Linked DNA regions of Rattus norvegicus: all the other regions are linked to region 3. The links are chromatin contacts, called in public Hi-C maps. All regions are on one chromosome and are shown on one strand. The core of a region is the stretch at or near the end of the contact, and the rest is flanking DNA. Distances in the headings are between cores, read along the strand shown. Region 1 holds the start of Msantd5 (Myb/SANT DNA binding domain containing 5). Region 2 holds the start of Zfp354c (zinc finger protein 354C). Region 3 holds the start of Zfp354a (zinc finger protein 354A).

Region 1 (4,249 bases), core at 1,571-4,070, 130 kb before region 3:
CCCAGACTTCATCTACAGCCTCCTATGGATTTCCCCCAGGCTCAGGATCTAACTAACTTCTATCCTTTTAAATGTATAGGACTGTTGCAAGCCAGGGTTAATTCTCTCCTTTCATTATGTGGGTCTCAGAGATTAAAGGTGGGCACTGTTACCCACTTAACTACTCTGCTCCCTTAAATCGATTTTTAAAAGATTAATTTTATTTTTAATGAGGATGGGGTAGACTGGGGAAGAGCAACACATGAGTGCAGTTGCCCATGGACGCCACAAGAGGGCACATGATTCCCTAAAGTCTAAAAGTCCTTTAAAAGAGCAGTCTTTTAAGTTCCATAGTTAAATCTTTAATTTTGAACTCTGCTAAGCAGATTTTAATGGTTTTCAGGGGTGGGAGCAGAGGAGAAGAACCCAAAGAAGCTGAATAAGACCCAAATGGAACAAAACCAATTTAGTTGACCGCCTTCAGCTTGCCTAAATGACTGAAATATAAGCTAACAAATCTATTAAACTCCAGACTTGCAAAGATAGGCAGTTTCAGTTCTCCAAAGCGCTCCTCAGAAAGGGTGTGTGTGCGTCACAACATCAGGGTGTGATACTATCACTATTATTTCCTGATTACTGAGGATGTAATGGGGAGAGGAGGCTCCTAATGCTAGGCAAAACTCTACCACTGACCTATACAGTCCTGCCCAAACATTCAGTAAGCTATATTTTCTTCTAATTCTCGCCTGCCAAGCATCTTTCTGATAATGTGGCTTCTCTTTTAGCTCAGTTAAAAATGAGAAAGCATGAATTAAGCCACATACCAAAAAAAAATCCTAAATTCGTGTTAGGTATCGTGGTAAAAGCCAAGCATTGCTTTTGATATAGTATTTTAATATGGCAAAGTAAAATAGACAACACTGCAAACTTGAGACAAAAGCCAAAACTCACGCTTTCAGAAAAACTCATCTTCCCATTTTTACTGGAATACTGTGGACACATTCCTTTTATTATCAAAACTGTATTTAAGGTTTTTGGTTTGATTAAAGCTTTTTTCCTCTGTTTCTTTGGGAACTGAATTCTGAATCTCAAGCTACCGGGCTACAGGCTAAGCACTCTTAAAAAACAGCAGTCAAACTTACAGCTTCTGATGACTCATCATTATGACTGGCCATTAGGGTTTCGCAAGACTTGGGTGCTTGCTTCAAGTTCTCCCTCCCCCTCCACACTGCCACAGCCAGTTTACCTCTCACAAGACAATTCTCAACTTATCAAGTTACTAACATGCAAAGCCACCTAGCAGTCTATCAGTGGGTCCCAGTCCCAACAGGCCCTGATGAACATGTCCCACCCCTACTCTATCTCTAGCAAAGTTCGGAAATAATTTTCTTAGACAGGTGTGGTGGTGGCACACACCACCCTGGAGGCAAAGGCAGGTGGAGCCCTGATCAAGTTCAAGGACAACCTGGTCTTCACAGGGAGACCTTGCTTCAAAAAACCAACTAAGAAATATTTACTTAGGAGGCAAAGTAAAAGATTTCTGAGCTCATGAGATTAAAGTTCCTTCACATACACAGGAAAGAAAAACCACCTCGAAATATTACACTATCTCTAATACTTAAAAAAATGTTACACCCCTCGGTATTTTTTTCAATAAAAGATACAACGGAACCCGTAAGTATGTTCATATTAGAAATATGATTCTCCACCACGCTTTAGAAATTTCGGTCTCCCATTTAAGTGGAGTACAAGAGGCCCTTGGGTGAGTTTTCAAAGTTAGGCCAAATATCTGCAGCTTTAATATTAGACCAGATGACTACCTGTCCAGGGTTTTGGGGACTGTCACAATGTATATGCAATGTTCGCTCTCTAATCCCATCACTCGGGAGGCAGAGGCAGGAGAAGCTCTGGAGTTCGAGTCCAGCCTGGTCTACATAGTTCCAGGGCAATCAGGGCGACCGAGGTCTGGAGGTTTAGGGGTGTGGGGGTGACCGCCTGGCACGAAGGACGAACCTTCCTTCCCAAGTGTGTTCCTCGAAGCTGGAGGTGAACTCCAACCACTTGGATCGCTGCAGTGCCTGCCCTACCTCCCCCGGGCAGCTGGCCAGGGCCCTTAGAGCTGAAACACAGGGCGAATATCGGACTCTGGAAAAGCCTCCAGTTATGCAAACGGCCGAGGCAGCCGAGAAAGGTGAGGAGGGGTCTGGGTGACTCAACTCCGGACCACACTAGCGTCGGGGATGCGTCCCGCCAAGGGGTCTCCCTGCTGGTTCCTGCGATGGCCGGCGAAGCCGTGGCAAGAGGTGAGTGAGGCCCGAGCTGCCGGACAGCACCGTCGGGCGAACCCGGGGCCTGCGGGCCTTGACTAGAGAGGCGAAACCGCAGCAGCTCGGGTGTTGTCGCCGCCGGCTGAGAGGCACCCCGCCAGCCCCGCGGACGCACCCTCGGGTGCTGACGCCCAAAGCCCACTCTTTCCTCAGACACCTAGCTGAGCGACACTGCCCACCTCACCTCCGCAAAAGCAAAAGGCCTTTTGGCCGAGAAATGTCGCCAAACCGCCGTCGTTTCTCTCCAGCCGCTGCGACAAACACCGACAAAATGGCGTCCGCGCCGTCACCCTACAACCTCCTCAGGTGGATCCAGCGCCACCTACGCCGAGCAAGCGCGCATGCGTCACGGAGCCCCGTGCCCGCCCACAGACCTTGCAAGGGGGCGGGGGTCTGTGACGTCAGGGGCGGGGGGCTTTATCATTCATACTGCGGCTGCGCAGCGCCAAGGCGCCTGTAGGACGAGTTCTGTCAGCCTGTCAAGTCGAGGTTCTTTCTGTTCTTGGGTGAACCTGGAAGATCGCCTTAAATCTACGGCACGTGTCGGGCTCTTGAAGAAGAGTTTTGCTGGGCGTTGCCACGCTGGGTAGGGCCAACCTCTGACCTTTTCCCGTCATCTTAAAGCGGGACGCTCATCGCACTCGGCCTGCCAGTCAACCCTCAATCTTCTCGGCACCTCAGCTCCAGGTAGAGCCACCAGAGCTCAGAGTCCGCGAATGTTCCCTGCTAGGGCAGCTCAGTGACCAGGCTATGTCTGTCATCTGGCGTTTCCGCTCTAAACTGGATTTGGAGACGTTTACTTGAATATGCCTCTAAAAACAAGCGTAGCGGGTGCTTACCCTTTCTCTTTCTCCTTTCTCCTTGCCTTCCTCTCTTTCTTTCTCCTCGCCTTCTCAGTCAGCACATCAGAAGGAATGGGAAAATTTGTCCTAAGACTTCTGACAGTATTCTAGTTACGACCATGGCAGCCTCATCATTTTCTATTACAGTTACTCAACAAATGGACATTTGTGGTCAGAAGACATAATGAATTTTCTATTTTTTTTTTTAATTTCAGAGAACTAGGTTTTTGTGGTATAGGCCTGTAAACCCAACACTTAGGATTTAGAAACAGTAGGATCAGGAATTCTAGGTCATTCTGGGCTAGATAGCAAGTTCAAGGCTAGTCTGGGCTACATGAGATCAAAACTAAACAAAGCCTGCTGAGAATCCAACACTATAAATACTGCCTAACCCACTAAGGTTGAACTTCTGGTCCTCCTCTCATCTTCTTCCCAAAGAGCTGGGATCATAAATATGAGCTGTCATTACCAGATTAATGAAATACTCTATGCCAATCTCTTTATAGACAGTCTTAGTAATCTAGACAACCCTGAGGTGATTACCAGCTCCTTGCTCTAATTACAGACTTAACTCCTGAAAACACCATTCACAGGTCAGCCTTGCTAGCTCCAGAGAGCTTATGGTTTCACTGTCATACTGACTGCCTCCATTCATTTGACAAAGTCAAAGACAACTTACTTTTCTTAGTTAGAGGAAAATGTTCCAAGTCCATCTTTTGGCAAGACCAAAAGGGTCTGTCTTTAAAAGCCACTTTTCAAGCCAATTTGTCTCTGAAGCTCCCATTATGAAACAATGAATCCCTTCACATTTAGCAAAGTTGATTAAAGGCCACACCATGAGTCACAATGGATCTCTCAGGCATACTACACTGCCCAAGACGGACAATATCCCAATTTCCCCCAGGATTTCTAACACTTCCTGAGGAGAAAGTCAAACAGCACACGAGTAACAAAGATTCAGTCAAACAATGTTGAAAGCATCCCAATTCCCAGTTCACTTTGCAGTGCATATGGAGTGGCAGGAAGTAACTGATTTCAGGCCATTTCATAGGGAATACAGGATGGACCCTAGACTGCTCCTTTAATTATATGTGTCTCTCT
Region 2 (4,217 bases), core at 787-3,286, 250 kb after region 3:
CCCACAACATCTACTTCCCACTGGGCAGGGGTATTTCCCAGGTAGGAGATTGCAGTCCCATGGTTAAAACAGTTTACTACATAGTGAGAATTTTGGTTTTAAACTTAGAAATATTTTGGGGAATATGTTTCTGTTTTAATCCCAGGCATGGGGTATGGGGCTGCTTCAGACTGTCCACGGCAGTTGACTGTGATTTGCGTCATGCTCTGGTATAGGCTTGCTTTTGCCAGCTGCAGATGGTTTCTGCAAGTGGGTGACAGTTGGAATTCTGGGGACTCTTAAGAGGGTATATATAAATGCAAGAGCCCCTGACAGGGGTGTGGCAGCTCATGCCTCTCCTGCTGTTTGCTGTTGCTGGTTTCTGGTTGGAGATATCCTGATCACGAAGATCAAAATTGCCCCCAAGGAATGCAAAGCCCCTAATTAGCAGGAATTAGTCTAATGATATCAACATCTTCTTTCCCCTCTAGCCTTTTCTCTCCTACTTAGTGTTGGGGATTTGGAAGGGATACGGTTGGAGAAGGTGGAAGAAAAAAGAACCTATAAAGTAGCCAAAAGTCAGGTTATAGAACTACACTTGCAAAAGACCCTGGTTCAATTCCCAGGACTCATGTTGGTTGATTCATAACTTCCTATAACTTCAGCTCCAGGGAATCCAAGACTTTTGGCTTTAATGGGCATCTAAACTCATATGAGCATACACACACTTAAAATTTTTTTCTCCCATAACCAACGTTAATAGCCATGGTAATCTATTCCCGTGTTTTGAAGGTATGTAATACCTATTAAAGTAACAGCAGAAGTTTCCCCCACTGGGGATAGGATCTCTCCAGCCACAGGTTTTACCCTAGAAAATATGTTTTCTCCCGTGGAGCAGGCTTTAAATGAAAATGGAAAATCCTGGCTGTACCCATACTATGTTTGTAGCTGCACAAGACTATTGGTATCAGCTCTACGCCAGAAGCCTGCACAGTGCTTTTGAGCGCTTTGAAAGTGAGCTAGCATAGAAGTATCTTCCAGCTCAGGCCAAGCCTGATTTCTCCATGTTCCATGTCCTGTAACTAAAGTACGTGCTATCTTCAGAACAGGGACTTCCAAACAAGCAACAACAACAACAACAAAACAGAGACAATTGCTTTTGTAGGATATAATCTCAGTATCTATAGCCAGTGATACTGAGAGAGGCAACACATACCTCAGAAACGGGATTTTCTCTCAACAGACTATGGCTTCTGAGAGAGCTTCAGGTCAGCCATGAGGGGCTATTTAAACGCCTTCACTGCAGAGTTTTTGTTGTTCTTCAGGCTGATTTCCCAGATCAGAAAGATACTTAAGAGAGTTAGGATTACGTATTTTGTTTAAACAAACAAACAAACAGAACGAAACAAACAAACAAACAAACAAACAAAAAAACCAAAAACCAAAAAACCAACCAAAAAACCCCCAAAGGTTAGGTATAGGGACCATCTCTGAAGGTCTATTACTGCCCCAACCAAATGGCAATTGATTTTAGGATTCAGCATCTAGGTGGATTAAAAAAAAAAATCAAAAGGCTGAACGTGCGCATTTAATCAATTACTTTTACTTTTTAATCCTCCTAGTTTCTGAAACCATCCTGGGCTGCACGTCATGAACCATGTCACATAATTTTCTGTGTATTGTACACGGTAAAATAATTTAAATTACCATAGTTAGTGATGTGGGCTACACCAGATTCTCCTAGAGTTTTGGTTTGGCTTGGTTTTGATTTTAGTCCGGCTATATAGCCCTCGCTGTCCTGCAACTCCATTTGTGTCAAGCTGGCCTGGTACCTATGGGTACCTAGCTCCTAAACCCTAAATTCCGGTTTTGTCCTGTCACATCATTTCATCACCCTTCTAGCAAACAAGTCTGAGAACTGACTGAGAGAGGCCAGGTTTGCTGTGTTTGCAATGCACCACACTCCGACTCAGCTTTCAGAACTCTCCTGGCCCCGGTGCCTTTTGGGATGTGTAGTCAGAGAGGATTTGAGGCATGCCGGGAATAGTAGTTCTCTGGGGCTTCTCCCGGTGGCGGGGCTGCTCGCGGCGTTTTGGGGGGCTCCTGGCCGAGGTGATTGTGATTGTGCCAGAAGAGCGCGTCTGGGGTCGACATCCTCGTGACCGCTCGTACTGAGAGCGGCGGAAGCGAGCGCCGGCGTCCGTGAGTGGGGCGAAGGGGGCGGGCGGGGCGTAGCGGGCGGTGGGCTTCCCGGCGGGCCGGGCGCGGCCTGGCGGCTGCTCTGCAACCTCTAGCTCGGGGACCCTCCAACAGGCTCGGCCCGCCACGGAGCGCGGCTGAGCCCAGACTGCGGGGCTGGAGGCCTGTGCATCTTCTCTAGCATCTTAGCGATGCGGATCTTAAAATCAACAGCCGATACCTAGCAGTCTAGTCTAACTTAATGAATTAGCGCATCTGATACCAAGTTACAGGCCCCTTGCGCCTTCATTGTGCCTATGGTGCAGATGAAGAAACCAAGGCACAGTGTGACCCGAGCATTCGCTGAGCCTGGATAGGAGCCGTGGACTGGAAGCAGAATTTACTTCCCATCTGTGCTGCTTGCTATGTCTTGTCACTTTGGGTAGACTGGAATCTCCTTGACTGTCCACCTCAGCCACGTCGACAGCACAGCCCCACCTCTGCTTCACAGAGGACCAGTTCCAAGAATTCCCAAACAGCCAACACTCAAGTTCTTGAGGTACACAGACACAGCATTGGCAGAGAATTTGGACACATTATCCTTTGTACTTTGAATCAATCTTATCCAACCTTTTAACATTGCCACGGTTTTTGTAGAAGGCGCTAACAGGCCTGTAGGTGGGTGTGGAGGGATCAGTGTAAGAAAGTAGAAGTGTAATTAATATACCGAAGGGATATGACAGGCTGGCTTGATCAGCATTCTTATCATTTGGTTTGTGTTGTTTACAGTGGGTGGCTTTTTGGGGGGATCTTAAGACCATTGTGGGTGGGTTTTAAAACTTAATTTATTTTTATGTGTGTATGTTTCTGTCTGTGCCCATGAGCACACAGTATCTCAGGAGGCCAGAGAGGATATTGGATCCCCTGGAGTTATAAGTAGCTATGTGGGTACTGATAATCAGACTTCTCTTCAAACAAGGGAAGTGCTTTTAATCACCAAGCCATTTCTCCAGAACCCCTTTGTGGGTGGCTTTACCCTCCTGGCTCTAAGCCTCCCCTTGTACCAGAATTCCTTAGTACACCTTTTTCCTTTCCAGACATACTTGGTCAGCACTCAGCTTTCCTTTGGCAGGAGAACTAAGAAGGGAAATGGCTGTGGATTTGCTGGCTGCTCGAGGGACGGTAAGTGAAACTTGTCTTTCTGTAAATTGCTTTCTGACTCAGATGTGGATGTGTTTCCATTTTTTGCCCTTGTCACTTTTTTCCCTTGCAAAATTAACATTTAACAGGGGCATGCAAACTCCAGTTTGGAGCTGACCTGCAAGGAAAAAATACATAAATCTTTTCAAAGGAACACTTACACTTACACTTTTCAAAGGAACAAACCTAGCTACAAAGAATTCTGCCAGGTCCAGAACACATGATACCCTATAACTACCATCTCATAAAACCTCCCAGGTGCTTTCTTTTTTCAAATGGGGGCTCCTTCAGGTGGAATGTGTACTCCATTTTGTTAGCCAGAGAGGTATGAAGGTCTCTCTACCAGAAGATCTCTCCTCTGGCTTGATCCCAGAATTCTTTCTCCTCCCTGATGTCCCACTTCCTATTTCCTGTCTAAGCCACAGGCCATTAGATTTATTATCGATGGGTGCCACATCCACACAGACATAAGACATACTTTAAAATATCTTCTGTGGGGGCTGGAGAGATGGCTCAGAGGTCAAGAGCACTGAATGGTCTTCCATAGGACTTGAGTTCAATTCCCAGCAACCACATGGTGGCTCACAACCATCCTTAATGGGACTGATGCCCTCTTCTGGTTGTCTGAAGATAGCTACAGTGTACGCATATACATTAAATAATAAATAAATCTTTAAAAATTTATTTCTGGGTGAAGTTAGAAAATATTTAAAAAAAAATATCTTCTGTGGCCTCCAGTTTCCAGGGAAATTTGGTCCTTTCTTTTGGGTTCTTAATTTCATTAGTAAAAGAGTCTAGAAATCTACTCAGAAGGAAGCTTGAAGAACATGTTATTAGAGTTTGAGGAACGTAACAGGAAA
Region 3 (4,375 bases), core at 135-2,634:
TATGCACACATCACACACACACACACACATACATGCATAATGACAAACAAAACTTCAATGGAATTGAACAAGCAAAACATAAGACCCATAAAGTAAAATGGAAAAATAATCAACCACCATAGGCTGAAGAAGGCTTGGTGAGCAACGTAGGGATTGTCAAGAAGAGAAAATAAAAATCAATCTTGGTAAGGGCAGAGAAAGAAACGCAGACGAGTGAGGAAGGCAGGGACGGGGGGGAAAAGGGAATTTTCTCAAGTCTATATGTGTGTTCTGTCCCAGGGCACTTGGTATGTTACTTGTGAAATTTGTAGGCACACACCAGATTGTAGGCACCAGACAATGACAGCCTGTCTATCAAGAAATACAGAAGACTAGAACTGTGAACACACAGAATCCACCACCCGTGGGGAGAGAACCAATTCCTCCAAGGAGAGCATGGGCTCTGAATCCTAGGGAAGGCTGAACTGTGTGGATAACTGTCAGAAGGGAAACCAAACAAAAGCCCCTCCTTCTGTTAAGAAGCGAAATGGCAAGCCGCTTACCTGAGAGGCCCCTTCTCTTTGCTCAGGAGCCATCTTCTTTCTGTAGGCTCTTCCTCTAAAGATGGGTGAAGATGGAGGAGGATCTGAGGGGAGGAAGAAGAAAGGAGTTGCACATGTTGCTTCGCACCTGTCAGACGCAGCATCTCCGAAAGCGTCCCATTAGCTGCGCCTGGCTCTTCTGCCTCTAGAGAGGGAACCAGGAGCCAGGGGTGGGCATCACAAAATCGACAGGTCACCAGTCTTCTTGTCCGTGGATTTCCAGAAGTAAGATTCAAGAGACACTGTACTCCATAACAGAGGGGGACTCACTGAGTCCCCAAAGTGAACACCCTTAGACTGTTCACAACATCTCAGCTGGGACTTTCCGGCCCCTTCAGATAGGAAATTCAAGCTGGAGTGCGGCCACAGTGGGAGGGCATCCGGTTTCACCCTCTCGGATCTGATCCAGGGCAGGGACAGTGTTCTTCCTCCCCTACACGTTGGCCACCCAACTGCACCGCTGCTGCCAAGGGATAAACTTCCAGAAAAAAAAAAAATTAGAAAAGGGACCAGTAGCCCAGGACAAGAGGGCTGCACGGAAAACAGCCTGGGTTGGCGCTGCCCAGGCAGTGGGGAGCAGGTCACTTGCAGTCCAGGGCCGAGGCCACTGGGAGCGCGCACTCAGGGGAGGGGGACTGGCAGGAGGCCTCTGAGCTGAACCCAGCCTTCACTCACCTTTTCCCCGGCTCCCGCCGCACCTCACATACGCTCTGAACCTCCGCGCCTGTGAGAAGTCTGTCTTAGGACCTTGGCCCCGAGTCTCTAGCGGTGCCACAGACTCCCTATGATCCGCGAAGGCTCACGGGGGCTCAGAACTTGAGGTTCGAGGGTAATGACTGAGGAGGCCTCTGGGAAATGTAGTCCACTCTGAGACCCAGGGATTCTGGGATTTGAAGTTCTTCGGTTTGTCTGGGACTCTTCTTATGCACAGATTGCTTGGAAGCTGAGAGTGGACACTAGTAACTGAACACCTGCTTGGTAGGTAAATAATAAACGATGTCGCAGGTTCGTGGAAAGGAAGCTGACACGAAGTGCCCTTCAGAAGAGCTTTATTATGAGGTATTAGTAGGACTGAAGAAGTGCTCAGCGGTTAAGAATCCTTACTGTTCTTGCTGAGGACTTAGGTTCAATCCCCACTACCCATATCAGGTTGCTCACAATGGCCTGTAACTGCAGCGCCTGGGTTCCAACATCCCCTTCTGGCATCTCAGGTCAGTGCATACATTCCATGCTCATACACACTCATTTCATATACACAAACAATAAATGTCTTTAAACTTCTTTTCCTGCAAATAAACAACAACAGTGGGGGCAGTACTAGAATCAGGACGAAGGCAGCCATGATGGAGATCTGATGTGCAAAGCTTATCAAAGACCGTTCAGTTCCCAAGGACGGGATTTCCTTATTCTTACAAGTTTGGGGAAGCAAGTGTTTCACGCCATATGACATAACCTGTGTGTTGGGAGTCACAGGAAAAGGCAGAAAGGCACTAGATGCAAGCTAAGTTATAAGTCAGGGTTGTTTGGGGTATCTGTTGGAGCTGGGGTGGCAGCTGAGAGAGGAAGAGAGATAACTCAACTCTGCGGAGCCTTTTCATGTCATGGTAGATGCTAGTATCAACTCTCAGTCCAAAGAGGGTGAGACTGCAGGACTACGTGGTCTGACTTTTCAGAGTACAAGAGAAAGACAGCTGGAGTCTGTGCTCTAACAGTCATGTGCCGGGCCCTATTATAAATCATTTGAAAAAAGTCTGTGAATAAAACAAACACCATTATCCCGTAGTACTTTTTAGTAAAGGGCAAGAACCAGACAATAAGCCATGAACATAATGAGATAGGGTTCTAGAGGATACGTGTAATGAGAAAAATAGCAAAAGCAGGGTAAAGTGAAGGACGGGCTGGAAGGAGAATGAAGCAGGTTTGAGGCAACAACTCAGGAGAGGAGGAACTGTGGTAGTCGTGTTTTTGTGTCTGTGACATGCACTTGAGAAGAATAGCTTGCCCGTCTAAATGAAGGGCTAATTTGGGGTCATGGTTTACAAGTTTAAAGACCTCACCTTGTAAGTATTTTGTCTAAGCTCCGCCCTACAGTTACCTGGCTACAGCCAGGTATGCCTGACTCACTATAAAAGGGGCTTCTTGCCTCCTTCTCTCTCTTGCTCTTGCCCTCCTGCTTCTGCTCTCTCCCCACTCCCTTCCCTTCTCCCTTCCCCCCTCTCTCTTCACATGCTAATGGCTGGCCCCCACTTCTTTACTTCTCTCTCTCTCTCTCTCTCTCTCTCTCTCTCTCTCTCTCTCCCTCTGTCTCTACTAACCTCTTGACTCCCCTCCCCATGCCTCTATATTATACCATCATGTGGCTGGTTCCTCAGGGGGAAGGGATGCCTCAATGGATGGTTGGGCCACTTCCAAAGCTTCCCGTGGCCACCACACTGTCCCCTCTGATGAATCTATACTTTATCTCTGCTATCCCAGACCTAATTGAGGGAGTGGCCCCTGGGGCTGCTTTTCCTTGATTCTTACATGGTTGGTTCTCTGTCTTCCACAGCTCTGTTGTTGTGTTGGTGACTCTCCTTCTCTGGGTCCTGTGTTTCCTCTTCAGGAATCCTCAAAGTCCCGTCTCTGTCCCACTGCCCAGCCATTGGCAGGGCAACTGTTGGCAGGGACCCACATCTGGCATTGAAATTCCCCTGTAAGCACAAATCAAATCCCCAACAAGCTCCTCCCACATACCGCCCAAACCCCCCCCCCACCTCCCCATCCAGAAACTAGGAAAAGATACTCAACTGAGGCTTTTCTCTTGGGAGGGAAAGAGAAAAATGGAACCTACACCCCGTGGGAGAGTGGAGGAAAGCCTGAATGGATGGGTGTCCTGTACATGGGGACAGCTGTGAACATAATGAATGGTCTTAGTCACATGGGGGGGGGGTGGCAGACCTTCTGTTCCAAGTGGGAAAGAGTGTGTGCAGAAAACGTCCACCATAGCTTTCTCCCAGCACCCAATGTTTACAGGCTGAAGACTGTTTCCCGATAGAGACTGCACCTAACAAGAATAGTTAAACCTGCTTCCTGCTTCAGCTGTACATAACGTTGCCTTGTTTATGTGTATGTAATAATCCTACCCCTTGGTTCAGCTGTATACAATAGTGCTACTGTCATGGTCTGACAACTCCTCAACCCTACCCTCCTACCGCCCATACCCCCCACCCCCACACTCACCCCCCACCCCCACCACGGAATATCTGTAGCCATTTTGTTCCATGCCTGTCAGTGATTTCATATTGTTGCTGTAACACACCTGCCAATCATTGACACGGAGAAGTGACTTGGCTCAAAGACATGCTGACCACATACCCTGTTTTGTTCTGCATGTTCTGCATGAGGTGTGCTAGTCTTAAGAAATCCCACAAAGCTTTACCTAGGACCCATCAAATCAAAGGTCAATACGAACTCTTATGCCTAAAATATCTTGAGCCAGAGCTGACCACTGGGCAACCCTTCCTGCACTTACATATGAGGTCACTGTGACTGCTGTGGCTGACACTGAAGCATGCTACTAATAAGCCAAAAGGCTATGATCATAATACTCATACTCTAAAAACACGAGTTTGAAAATATGAAATTTCTCAGCTATGCAAAAATGTAAGGATGCAACTGTATGGGTTGTGCAAGGGCCTTCACAGATCTAAAGGACAGAGGAAGCTGCACTAGGAGCCAGCTTGTCAGAAAGATACTAAAGGAGGAGATAAAAGGATTTAGGGAGTGGTGATGGTAAGGCAAGAACCCACCCAGCT

The links. Hi-C and Micro-C count contacts between places; a contact is called where the count stands out from the background.
Region 1: a Hi-C map of Schwann cells shows a contact between it and region 3, with 4 times the contacts expected there. The contact joins the promoter of Msantd5 here to the promoter of Zfp354a in region 3. A contact is called at or near these places in 9 of 12 Hi-C or Micro-C datasets (the A7r5 cell line, Schwann cells, frontal cortex and 5 more) and 1 of 1 datasets of contacts at active chromatin or transcription factors (oligodendrocytes).
Region 2: a contact with region 3 is called in a Hi-C map of liver, with 4 times the contacts expected there. The contact joins the promoter of Zfp354c here to the promoter of Zfp354a in region 3. A contact is called at or near these places in 4 of 12 Hi-C or Micro-C datasets (frontal cortex, liver, mammary epithelial cells and 1 more).

Annotation. Positions count from the first base shown.
Region 1 is chr10:36,024,065-36,028,313 of GRCr8, reverse strand. It overlaps Msantd5 (Myb/SANT DNA binding domain containing 5), which reads left to right and starts at 2,820. Exons shown (of 5, transcript NM_001017472.1): 1 at 2,820-2,993. Clk4 (CDC-like kinase 4) reads right to left here and starts at 2,574. Exons shown (of 13, transcript NM_001399428.1): 1 at 2,491-2,574.
Region 2 is chr10:35,644,510-35,648,726 of GRCr8, reverse strand. It overlaps Zfp354c (zinc finger protein 354C), which reads left to right and starts at 2,036. Exons shown (of 5, transcript NM_023988.2): 1 at 2,036-2,181; 2 at 3,255-3,339. The coding sequence starts at 3,307.
Region 3 is chr10:35,894,272-35,898,646 of GRCr8, reverse strand. Zfp354a (zinc finger protein 354A) reads right to left here and starts at 1,384. Exons shown (of 5, transcript NM_052798.3): 1 at 1,257-1,384; 2 at 543-625. The coding sequence starts at 575. It overlaps LOC134480783 (a long non-coding RNA gene), which reads right to left. Exons shown (of 4, transcript XR_010055602.1): 4 at 2,860-3,271.